Regions from separate parts of the Mus musculus genome. Here region 2 is linked to region 1. Evidence: chromatin contacts called from public HiCAR-type data. All regions are on one chromosome and are shown on one strand. The core of a region is the stretch at or near the end of the contact, and the rest is flanking DNA. Distances in the headings are between cores, read along the strand shown. Region 1 overlaps Lhcgr (luteinizing hormone/choriogonadotropin receptor). Region 2 overlaps Nrxn1 (neurexin I).

Region 1 (6,454 bases), core at 2,251-4,750:
TCAGTATGAACAGACCTGATTTGCCTCCAAGAGCCATATTTATTTGTTCATTCTCCTGGGAACATCACCTCCCATCATGACCAGTGTGCAGGCTCCATAGTGGGCAAGCTCTACTTGGCCAGGAGCACTGGACCTTGGTGTTATCTGGTGTGGAGGAACAGAAGTAAAGATACTCACATATAAACTCCCAGCTAAGATGCCTACGCCTGTCATCTTGGGAGGGAAGGCACAGCCTCTTGGAAATAGCTAGCTGGGTCCTCAGGATAGCCCAGCATCCCAGGAACTTGTATTAGGCATTAAACGTAGTTAATATCATTGGTGGGATTTTAGTCAATAGTGCCTGGTGACCAGTGCTGTGTATCCAGACATCTACTAAACCACTGCCCATCCCCCCTTCTCTCTTCACAGACTGATCCAGAACACCAAAAACCTGCTATACATTGAACCCGGTGCTTTTACAAACCTCCCTCGGTTAAAATACCTGTGAGGAAAATGTTCCTTTATAAACATCTTGGGGGAGAGGGGAGATGGGCATCTGTGAAACTGAATGTGATCAAAATGTTGAAAGTCATTTGGGGGGATTTGTTTATAAGATTTTGTTTCCACGTTTTTAGTGTGTGTGTGTGTGTGTGTAGGTTTGTACAGGCGTGGAGTGCCCACAATGGACAGCAGAGGGCGCAGGACGCTCTGGAGCTTAAGTTACAGGCAGTCGTGAGCTGCTGTGTGGGTCCTGGGAACTGAACTCTGGTCACCTCCGAGAGCAGCAGGCATTCTTAACTACTCACCACTGAGCCATCTCTGCAGCACCCTGAAAAAGGTTTTGGACCAATAGTCAATACTGTGTTTGCCTGTCTCTCCTTGTTAGCCTTCTGGTTTAAATGTAATCAGTACTCCTTGTTTTTACTATTCTGGGAGTTTTTATACACATATAAGGGGCTCCCCACATCCCCTCTGCCCCACACACCAGAGGAGAGCACTGTCCCCTTTGCAGTGGGTTTCATAATTAAATATACCAAGGTTACTGGCTAGCATGACAAATGGAGTCCCACCATAGTCTGACAGCAACCAGCCCTACCAGCAATGTAGGATTCCTAAAATTCACTACAGTCTTAGCTGTGTTGGCAGTGAGTCTTCCCCCGTAGCAAGTCATCCCTACCACACAGAAAAGTTTACACCCTCCTCACAGAGACACCCTTCTCTCTACTTCTTGGTAAACTAAGTTTCAGGAATCCCCAGGGGAGTACCACTTTCACCACCATCTAAACAAAATGAAAAAAGAAAGAGGGGATGAGGAAGGGGCCTGTCTGTGATGACGCATACAGCCAGTCTTGTTCCGAGGAGCCATGCAGAGAGAAAGGGCCTGTCTGTTATGATCTACACAGTCAGTCTTGTTCCAAGGAGCCATGCAGAAGCTGCAGCTAGCTGTCGTATATAATTCTCTATGGATAATTGTAAACCCAAGATGTTTCCCAACCTCCAAGATACCTTGGACACATAAACATCCACCACTTTAGAAGGCATTAAGGATAACCCAGACCCAAATTTGACCAGCACGGCCTCTTATTAGCCAATTGACTTTCATAAATAGCATTTAATCCCAAAATGTGGGACTCCCCAATTCAAGTCCAGACTACATTCTGAACCTCCTGCTAACCCTAGTGTAGACAAGGCAGGAATTGACTCTGAACACCTTTATCCCTGTACCATATTCATTCCTATGAATTAACAGTAACATGGAGATGATCAAGCCCAGAGAGAAACCTGCTGGGGGTCATTGTCATCAGAGAGCCAGGTAGCTCCTATCAGTTGTCTAGAGCACATGTCTACTGGGCTTAAAACTCCACTGGCAGAAGTCCAGAGCCTGCATGCCTCTGACAGAGTCTCACTCTTATAACGAAGTGTTCTTCAATTTCAACTGTCACATGAGTTGCTCTCTCCTTTAGAGGTTAAATAAGAAGCAGAAGCCTTGAGTGTCTCCATCCACAAAAAAGAATGTTCAATGGTTTCAATGAGATACTAGGAAGAACTTCCTGAACCACAAAGTAGATAAGTAAAGTTTCTAATAATGAAGGGTATAGGTTTCTCAAAACATTAATCTTCCTGCAACGATTGAGTTAAAACCTGCCCAAAAGGAGAAAGTTCCTTTCTGGAACTATCTGTAGTATGGAGCACAGTCGTTATCAGGAGGGAATGAACTGCAATCCAACAGGAAAATGCAATGGCTTTAAAGGAAGACTGACTGGAAATGCAAAGCCAAAACACCCAGAAGCACGGTCTCAGCCCTAAACCTCTAAAGAGGAGCCCTTACGGGGACCTCTCCTAGCCATGGAGCCCTTTCAGTTCTGATGGTCTTCACCAGCTAAAAGTGTAACTCAGAAAGCCAAATGCAATATTCTAAAGTTTCATGTGAAAGCGGTGTCTGCCAAGTGCCTTCCTGTTCTCCTCTGTATTCATAACGTAACGATAATCGCTTATACTCTCTGCCCGCATCACCACCCTGCCCTGAATCGCAGGAGCATCTGTAACACAGGCATCCGGACCCTCCCAGATGTTTCGAAGATCTCTTCCTCTGAATTTAATTTCATTCTGTAAGTATCAGGCTGATTGCTATGCGTAACCATTTCCTATTTGCATCTAAAATTTGGGAAGTAAATATTTCTCATTTCTTTCCCCAAGGGAAATCTGTGATAACTTATACATAACCACCATACCAGGGAACGCTTTCCAAGGGATGAATAATGAGTCCATCACGCTGTGAGTACAACCTCTGGATTCTTGCTCTGCCACACAAGCTGCTGCAACTCTCACTTCTAGTCTGAGGTCAGCGTTAGGCTCTGTGATTCACCACATCCCTTAGTCTCTGATGACTTAATCTAGACTGCTGACTGTGGAAGTTGTATGGGACAGCTGCTGGGCCATATGCTAGCATGACAACAAACTGCTGGGTCCGGAGGATGGGCAACATTGACATCCTGTGGGTGAAGTTCTTCCTGCTCAAGGGTAACTCTTGGAGGCTGGACCTTTATTCAAAGATCAAAATATAAAACTGCTAGCAATTTAGACCTAAACTTAATGAGGAATCAAGAATTACCCCCTCATTGGGTATGGGAATTTAATGGAGATGGAGCCAAACAGGAGTGGGAGGGTGTAGACCTTCAAGACATGTTGGGACAGTTCATGGGGAACTGTGAGCTCCTAGAGAGCCTTTCCCATGGACAGGATTCTGCATGTATGCAAAAGAGCTGCGTAGTATTGGTTTCGCAGGGCTATTGCCTGGTGTTGGATGTGATTGTAAGAGAAACAGTGCACACCAGTAGGGTGTAATTGCCCCTCCTCTGAAGCTAATGGGAACCCCAGACTCCGCTCTGCCCAGAGTGCTCTTGGGCCATTGTGTTCCATGTCCCTCCCAGTTCTCGGCCCTGCATCTCACAGGGGTGTGATTAGTCATTTGCTCAGCACTTGTTCTCAGTTGAATGGGCCCTTGTGTAAGTGAAGGGTCATGTGGAGCACCCTGCTGGATAAAGGGTATTATACTTGCTGAGGAAAGCCTTATTTTCCCAGCTATACAGTTCAACTCCTTAATTAGAAAATAATGAAAGCAAGCCTTCTCTTTTCATTATTAGCTGGATTTGTGATTTTGCTCTTGATGGAACCAGTCTGGCCCACCTCCACCCAGATCTTTACCAACTGTGAGCTCATTTAATGAAAACAAAACACCTCTCGTGGTACAGGAAAGGCTCTGAGGGGATAAGGTTAAAACTATGCATTATTCTTGTATGTCCCTTCACAGCCACTGTGGCTTTTCATTACATCTCAAGAGGCCACCTTGACATGTCCCAACCCACTCAACCTGCCCCCCAGGGAGCAGCACTTAGCTGTGCAACTTTTAAAATAATCTGGATGCTGATGGGTTCAGCCAATCACACAAAACAAACAGCCTTGACCATCACTTGAACTCCTCAGGTTAGGAGAAGGTCATGCCAATTGTTTTTCCTAAGATCCTGTAAAATATGACCAGATTTATGACGGCACCCATGACACACCACAGTACAAAGGCAACTGGACACCTCAGTGTTAGTCTCAGATCCAAACACAGCCAACCAAGCAGTGTCAGTCCGGTTGAGCCCAGGCCCCATCTCTATTCAGTGGGATTAGTGACGCCTCCTTTCACAGATATAAGTACCCTCACACTATGTCAACCACATAGTTATCACAATTGCCACAATTATCCACAATTAACACTTCAAACTAACAACCCGGAGCAAGTCAGTTGGGTGAGACCATCTCCAGCAGTTTGGGTTTTGTTAATGCTGTTCTAGTGACAAAACACTCTGAGCAAAAGCAATGGGGCGGGGGGAGGACGGTTTATTTTCTTACACTTCCTGTTATCAGTCTTTTACTAAGGGAACTCAAAGCAACAGAGATGGAGGGATGAAGTGTGATGACTTATTCTCTGGCTCATTCCCAGGCCTGTGCCCCACCAGCTTTCTTCCTCAGCCCAGGTTTCGGGATGGTGCTGCCAACAATGGGCATTGCCCTCTCATATCAATCATCAGTCAAGACAATGCCCCATAAATGTGCCCACAGACGGGTCTGATCTAGGCAATTCCTCATTTGAGCTTTTCCCTTCCCGGGTATTCTACTTTGCTTTGTATTGCTGTGAAACGCCATAACTCGGGAAGGAAGAAGTTTATTTGACTTACACATCCCAATCACGGTCAGGCTATGAGGGAAGTCAGGACAGAAACTGGAGAAGTAAATTAGTTTAGGATTCCATTCATGCATTTCCCTTCCATGCCTCCTCTCCTCCTGGGAGGTCCCTCTGCTTTGTTCTGCTATGCTCAGTTCTGGATCCCTCAAGGAGCTCAAGCAAGTTGTCTGAGTTCATCTGCCTGCATTGCTGGGACTAGATTCAGCCCAAATATTGCCACAGGAGCACTGTGGGGGCCATGTCATCAACCAAGCAGTACATCTTGTCACACTGTCTCAGCACTCGGCCACTGCTTAAGAGTGATCTATCATATGTACGTTCTTTTTGTTCTTCCCAAGTCAACCGTATTGATTCTTTGAGTTGTGACATGCCATTGGCCAAACCTTTAGCACCTGTTGTTTCTTAAGACTGACAAAGAGAATTACACAGTGATTATGCGTCCATCTCATCATTTTTCTGTACTTACTAACCAATACTTCTCATTTTAAATGAGGCTTCCTTTGCTGTCGTCGTTTCTCCTGCATGCTCTCCCTTGTTCTCTCTGCCTGTTTTTTTTTTTAAGTATTACTTGAAATGTGGATTTCTCAAAACTGTATCTGCCACATTAGAATCCATTACTGTCACCTCTCTTTATGAAACCTGCCATCTTCTTTAACGTGGCATATGGTAAAGTCACGTAACTTGACATGCACTTGACTGAGGTAGGGGAGCATGCAAACAGATCGGGCCTGCTGAAAGACAGGCAGCTCAGGCAGCTCAGAGCCTGGGAGAATCATAGAAACCGAGAACCCAGATTATAACAATCAGGTTCACAGCAGCACACGTGAGTCAGACAGCAGCAGGTACCCACACAACCCCTGCCAGGACACGTGCTGAAAATGAACTTTGTCTACAATGACTTACTCAGCTAAAGGAACCCCAGCCATATAGGAGACAAAGGGTAAGTGTGGTATCCCACTTTAGGATGCTTTCCTATGCTCATTTGGTTTAATAGAAAGAAAAACAGGAAGGGAAGGAGGAAAGTTGTGTACACGTCTTCCACCAGCAAGCAGAGACCTAAAATGCCAGGCGTTGTCTATCCACAAACATAATCTCTCTTCTCTTCTTTGAAATCAGCCAAAAGCTAGGTGGCCACATGATCCAAGAGAATGTCTAACATTGTTAATATAAGCCCGGAAGCACTGTACAGCACCCCAGAATTACTCAAGGGGGTAGTGACATTTAGAAGTACAGCATCATCTGTAATTAATTTCTAACTCCTGAATCTTACTTGGAATGAAAAGATGCCATCCTCTCTGTTTGATTTGCAATTACTGATATCTGAACAGACAATGCCTACAAGTGTGGGGATGCCACTGTGACAGAGAAGCAGGGAGACCTTTGTCTCATCTCTGTTCCAAGGAAGCCCCCCTCCTTATCTGAAGCGACTCTCCAGATGTTTTCAAAGGCTGTGAGGGCGAGGGCGCTGTGCGAGCCTGACAGCATGACGCCTCCCACTCATGTCCGCAGGTTCTCCAAACCAACGAATCTATTCTTTTAATCAAGGCAAGACTTTGTGTACTGCTGAACACAGTACACTGAGAAGAGAGAGCACTTGCTGCTGCAAGGGAAACAGGGAGCCACAGTCCAGAAAATTCCACCAAGCATGACCCAGATTATTCAAAAATAAAAACAAGAAATGCATGACAGTAGCCCTGACAGAGGGGAACTAAGGCCAACCCAGTGAGTGCACTGGAGACGCAG
Region 2 (6,454 bases), core at 1,757-4,256, 2.3 Mb before region 1:
CTACAGATTTCTGAGTTCTTATAAACGTCAAAATAAAATCAAAATGCATCACCAACATACAACCAACTGACATGCTGGAGTCTTAGGGTGGCCTTGCAGAGACAGAAAAAAGAAGAGTTTGAGGGATTGATTTCACCATCTAACAGCTTCTGGCTACTTCACAGCAGGGTTTGAGACCTACCTACAGGGCTCCTAAACATAAAGCGAATCAGCCTGGGAGGGCATGCACAGGAAATTTGGCCTTGGCTTTAGTGGTGCTGGAAGCCCATGATATGACAGAAGTAGGCCTCTGAAGCTATTCTGGTGTCTCACTCTGTCCTTTCTCCTTCTGTGCTTGGAGCCAACATCTGGAGGGGCCTCGAGGCCTGCCAAGCAGCCAAAGATCCTGGCTCAGTGTTGACTTCGTGTTCCTCTCCGAGAAAAGTGTGTTTCTTCCGATTCTGCTCTCCTACTGCTGGCACCGCGCCGGTGGTACTTTGAAGGTTTTGGTCCTGGGATAGTTGAAGTACCTGTTGGTGCCACAGATGCCCTCACTTAAACATCATCGGATGCAAATGGATCAGTGATCGCTCTTGAGCCTCGGTGGCCCTCTTTTTCAGAACGTTGCCTCCAAAGTGTATCCCCCCTTTGGCCTGGAAGTTCTGCAGCTATCCCATAGGACTGGGGTCTCCGCTTTCCAGTTGGAAGGAGACTACTGGGAGAGAGGAAGGGGCTGCTGGAAGAGAAGAAGAAGGAAAAAAGAGCTGAAGGAGGGTGCGCCCCTCCCACTGCCGCCTCCCCCCTCCCTCCCACTCCTCTGCGGACCCCCATTTCTCTGTGAAGGTGTCCAGGACCGCTTCGACCCTGTCGCCCCCGGCTCCCCCCCGCCGCACCCCAGCCCCGAGCATGGGGACGGCGCTGGTCCAGCGCGGGGGCTGCTGTCTCCTCTGCCTGTCGCTGCTGCTGCTGGGCTGCTGGGCAGAGCTGGGCAGCGGGCTGGAGTTCCCGGGCGCCGAGGGCCAGTGGACGCGCTTCCCCAAGTGGAACGCGTGCTGCGAGAGCGAGATGAGCTTCCAGCTGAAGACGCGCAGTGCCCGCGGCCTCGTGCTCTACTTCGACGACGAGGGCTTCTGCGACTTCCTCGAGCTCATCCTGACGCGCGGCGGCCGCCTGCAGCTCAGCTTCTCCATCTTCTGCGCCGAGCCCGCCACGCTGTTGGCCGACACGCCGGTCAACGACGGCGCCTGGCACAGCGTGCGCATCCGCCGCCAGTTCCGCAACACCACGCTCTACATCGACCGCGCCGAGGCCAAGTGGGTGGAGGTCAAGTCCAAGCGCAGGGACATGACGGTGTTCAGCGGGCTCTTCGTGGGCGGCCTGCCACCCGAACTGCGCGCCGCGGCCCTCAAGCTCACGCTGGCCTCGGTGCGCGAGCGCGAGCCCTTCAAGGGCTGGATCCGTGACGTCCGGGTCAACTCGTCACAGGCCCTGCCGGTGGACGGCGGCGAGGTCAAGCTGGACGACGAGCCTCCCAACAGCGGTGGCGGGAGCCCATGCGAGGCGGGCGAAGAAGGCGAGGGCGGCGTGTGCCTCAACGGGGGCGTGTGCTCCGTGGTCGACGACCAGGCCGTATGCGACTGCTCGAGGACCGGCTTCCGTGGCAAGGACTGCAGCCAAGGTAAGGCCTGCCCGACCCCGCGGAGCCTCGGCCTGGGCTGGGAGGGAGGCCGGTGCATGGGGCCTTCCTCCTCCGGAAGCCTCTGGGTGAAGGCCTGTCCCTCCCCACCATGCTGCCTCCGTCTGCAGCCTCTTAGGGGGCACACCGACTACATCTCCAGAGGGAGGCCGTGTCCATGTGACCTCCTCCCAAAGGACAAAATCCCGCAGCGGAACATTGGCAGGTCCCTGTAAATCCTTTGGCCACTGCCTACCTAAATGGTCCTCTACTGCCCTGTACCATCAGTAGCCATAGTATCCAGACATTGACTATAAGGTTGTTGACAACTGTCCAGAACATGTGTTTGACTGAACATGTGTTTGGTGAGAAAACTAGATGGAGAGTGAGCAGCTGTGGGCTTGCAGTAGAGCTGTCCATATGGTTACTGGTCACAGCACACTCGACAGGCCATAGGGCCCGGGTGCCTTTGCAAATCCAAGACCTGACCCTGGTGTGGAAGAGAGATTTTTTCTTGACGAACAGGAGGCTTTTTAGAAACTATTGTTTCCCATGGTTCTGTCCCAATCCCAAATTTGTCATATTTAAGAAGAATTTTCTGATTTCTTTGGTTTCTTCAAGTGTGAGATAGCTCAGCTACCATTGAGGAATGTTAGAGATGAGACAATGTATTCCTTGATTAACAAGTGCTTGGTAACAAAATAGAACAGTTTATGTGTTGCTGGATCAGGAAGATTAAACAGGATGCATGTGAGCCATGGTAGGAGATTTTTCCAAGGATAGTCAGCTGATGACGTTCATCTAAGTAGCAGAAGTCGAATTGTTTCTGTGGTCCTTAAGGGCTTAAAATAAACAAAGTACATCTAAGCATTATCTTCACCACTTTACATCTAAAATTCTGTTTTCTATGTATCTCTTCCATGTTATTTATTTACTCATTTATTTATTCATTTATTCATTTATTTATTATGACAGTGACCAAGGAAAATATAATTGTATGACTACAGGAAAACCTCTAAACAGAAAGTGGTATTCCTAGGATGAAACATGAATGTGTTAGAGGCTAAGCAGGATGGGTGGCTTGGTACGTTCCATTAGGTAAAATCAGGGCAGCCAGTGCCCTTATAGTTGTAGTGCAAAGATAAATTATTTTTTCTGACTTGAAAAGACTGGGACAAAAAGCTCTGTGTGGCTGTATTTTATTGTGTAATGTATGGTATTGTTTTTGTTTTTCTTGGTTTTGTTTCTTTCTTACTTTTTAAATTTTGGCTGATACTGTTGAGAGAAGCAAGCCTTTGTAATTCTTATTAGACTTGGCAGCTCTCTCTTTTGGCCTTAAAAGAAAGGAAGACATGATGAAATTTGTAACAGCTTAAACAGCAAAGGGACTTAGTTAGAGGGGAAAAATGTTATTCAGGAGTGGTCTGTAGCTTCCATGGGAACAGTGATGGGTTGGCCAAGAATTATTAACTACGCTTTGTTTTCATATGGGTTTGTGTTAGGTATTTTGGTATAAGGAGTTAGAGATGACCCTGTGTCCCACACTATACTTTCAGCTCTGCTGGTGAATTTCCATGAACATAAAATCAGATTTCATGTTTTTAAAAAAATGACACAGAACAATTCTTTTCCTCTACCAAATCTAGCTGACTTGTAAATCATGACTATGATAACTATAAGAGATCAATTCAGTTGTACAACTTGAAGCTGCCTACATTTATACTGATTAATAGAGAATGGCAAATATTATTTTTATGGAAAAAAAATACTTCTCTAGGCATCCTAATTCCACTTTAAATGATAAAGAAGGCAACTTAATGAAATATAACTTTCTTTCTTAAATTAAGAAACAAACATGACACAATGACAGCTTGTACTGTGTGGGAGAGTGTTTTAAATGAATTTTAAAAATATTTCTATGCATTTTAATGTAGGGAACCAAGGATCATGCATAATCAGAAACAGTTAAGAGTGAAGAAAGCCTGCAAAAAAAGTGATGTTAAAAAGAAACAGAAAAAGATGCATCCAAAATACATTTTGTTTTGGCAAAGGCATAGCTATTTCTGTAAGGTGCATGATTTGAAATTAAGAGGAGGAATATTGGGACATTATAATATCTGATGCCTAAGAAAACTCATCCCAAGGAAGTCAGTCCATCAGCATTGTTCTGAACATTCATTCATTTTGAAAATTTAAGCTGAAAGAGAATACACTCACCATGGCAGGAAAACAAAAGGCTGAATTCCTTTCATTGTTAGAGAAATGGGAGGTGGAATGACTATGGCATAGTCTGTCTTCCCAGAAGTATTGGCTTGGCTTGGCTTATTTTCTCTGTTTCATGTATGTCAAGTGACTATTGAATAATTAATTGGAATGGATGCCTCTCCCAACACCAATCATGCATGACAACTGGGGGAGATGATTTCTATTCAGATCAAGTGTAAACAAAGCTCTGTCTGCATTCAGTATTTACCCTGATTACTACGTTCTCTATAAACCCAATTAAAAAACATAAATAAATATTCCTTACAGACCGTGTTCAGGAAATATTACAGTTAAGCTAATATTAAGCACAAAGTTAAAGCATATCAGTCACTACAATCCTTTTATACTTAGTTTTGGAATTTCATTTTATTGTAGTGGCCTTCTATTTGAAACAATTAAGAATAAAAATATGGTAACGATATCTAGTGATAACAATCTGGTTCTATCCTCCCCATCTAGAATGTCTGATATAATCTGTACCTATGACTTCCCAGAATATTTTTGTTGAATGAGTTCTGTTTCATCCTTGCTGTATTTACGTGGCTTAATAAGATTTATTGATTTTTCTACATGATTATGTACTGTTGGAGAGAAAACACCAGAAAAGTTATGCTTTGTGCTCAGGTTAATGACAGAGCCTAGAACAGATCATAATCACCTTATTTCCAAATCATGTTTTTTTTCTCATGTACTAAGTTTTACATCCTTCAGGTTTATTCTCTCTCCCTCTCCCTCTCCCTCTCCCTCTCCCTCTCCCTCTCCCCCTCCCCCTCCCCCCCTCCCCCTCCCCCTCCCTCTCCCCCTCCCCCTCCCACTCCCCCCCCTCTCTCTCTCTCTGTGTGTGTGTGTGTGTGTGTGTATGTGTGTGTGTGTGGTGGGAGGAGGATTAAGGTGTTTTCCAAAGAACAAAGATTCATATAAAACGACCACAGAAACTGATATCTTATGCACCATTGATGTTTCTGACTCTGAACATTAGCCTCAGAACTCAACTACTTAACAATGTCACCCTTCTTGAATGATGGATGCTTATGGGGCACATAGTTTTTTCCATTGGATTATACTCATCTAAGTGCGTCAGTGTCATTATTATTTTATAAGTTCCTACTTAAGCATAGTGATAGATTTCTAGGAGCTTCAAAAACTTAGAGAACTTCATGACCACCAATCTTAAAATTAAGGATAAAATGACAATCAATAAGACAGTAAATTGTATCTGTGATCCCCAGATCTAAGTAAGTTCTAGACATTTTAGGATCACATGTTAAAATTTCAAACTAGGTTGTGATTCTATTTTCTTTCAGTTTTCTTACTTAAATTAATATAAAGACACATTATTGCTTAATATAATTGGGCATGGCAGTGTGGTAAATAAATGTCTTTAGTGAAGTACTGCTTCAATTAGATCTTTTATGTAATTTATTGAAACCAGAGATTTGATGATACATTCATATATGTGATAATACATCTTTCTTTTATATAAAGAATAGATTGACTGCTTTGCACATCCCAGAGCATTAGGCTTATGCAATGTAATAGTGAGTACACTTAGAAGTAGATCTTACCTCATCAGCCATCCTATATTCTACTGAGGAGTCATACTATTATATATTATATATATGTGTGTATGTTTATGAGTCTAAAATAGGGACATATTTATTAAAATGGCTACAAGATGTGTGGAATTTTAAAAGGTGAACCTCATCCACGATCCCCTTGAGGTGTGGTCATTAAACTTAAAGCTGAAGTGTGAGAGGTACTTGCTGGGTAAACATGGAAAGACGTAGTTGAGGGAAACTCAGAGGTACTGAAATCTGTATAGAATGTGGCACAGTCCATGCCACTTGCAGGAGCCCTCTTTGAATGAAACTCTCAGTCCATATTCAAGAACATAGTAGAGACAGGCCTTGCCTAGGTTTGCTGAACTATTCAAATATTTTAAGCTTCATAGACACAAGAATAGAGCACAGGAGATGAAAATGGCAGCCTCAAATTTCTGTTTTACTAATGATATGTTTATGAAACAGATTGAAAGGGGCCAAAGGAAATTAAAACTCAATTATGTTTGTCACTCAGCAGCAGTTGTTAAGCACCCACAATAAGATGTAGCCCAAACTATTAGAGAAAGTGGAGGGGAAAGGTGCTTGACTGGAATCCTTCAAATCATAAGCATGTCTTAAGCAACTTGGAATCTTCGAGGGCTTAGTTGGGTATAGAGAGTTAAGTTCATTTATTATTTAGGACACTGTTATCCACTTGTAAAATCATGATCCTAACTGTATAAATTATCAGTGTGTTTCTCTTGGCTATTCCAATGAATGCCATAGGCTTCTGGAACACAGCAGCAATACCATATTGTATCACTCTCCAAGAACGATACATTGTAGTCATTTTGTCTTTTTAACAAAAAGTAGCACATACTGGCTGTCTGGTGCTACACTGTAAACCGAATCCATTTACAATGGAATGTAACTATGTATAATATTTCTACAGTTTCAACAGGAGCCTAAAATGTTTATAATTTTTTTAAGTTAA

Evidence for each region. HiCAR-type assays count read pairs that join an accessible place to other places.
Region 2: a contact with region 1 is called in a HiCAR-type map of astrocytes, with 4 times the contacts expected there. The contact joins two enhancer-like sites. A contact is called at or near these places in 1 of 39 promoter capture datasets (hippocampal neurons) and 1 of 115 datasets of contacts at active chromatin or transcription factors (astrocytes).

The regions. Positions count from the first base shown.
Region 1 is chr17:88,761,282-88,767,735 of GRCm38.p6, reverse strand. Lhcgr (luteinizing hormone/choriogonadotropin receptor) reads left to right here. Exons shown (of 11, transcript NM_013582.3): 4 at 409-483; 5 at 2,514-2,588; 6 at 2,677-2,754. Among named protein-coding and RNA genes, the nearest start is that of Lhcgr, 28 kb to the left of the region's middle. Within about 2 kb of position 3,500, at least 47 of the 459 cell types and tissues checked have an H3K27ac peak or open chromatin away from gene starts, as enhancers often do. A contact at or near this core is called in astrocytes, where this site is marked.
Region 2 is chr17:91,083,158-91,089,611 of GRCm38.p6, reverse strand. It overlaps Nrxn1 (neurexin I), which reads left to right. Exons shown (of 23, transcript NM_020252.3): 2 at 7-1,657. The coding sequence starts at 886. Among named protein-coding and RNA genes, the nearest start is that of Nrxn1, 6.4 kb to the left of the region's middle. Within about 2 kb of position 3,006, at least 17 of the 459 cell types and tissues checked have an H3K27ac peak or open chromatin away from gene starts, as enhancers often do. A contact at or near this core is called in astrocytes, where this site is marked.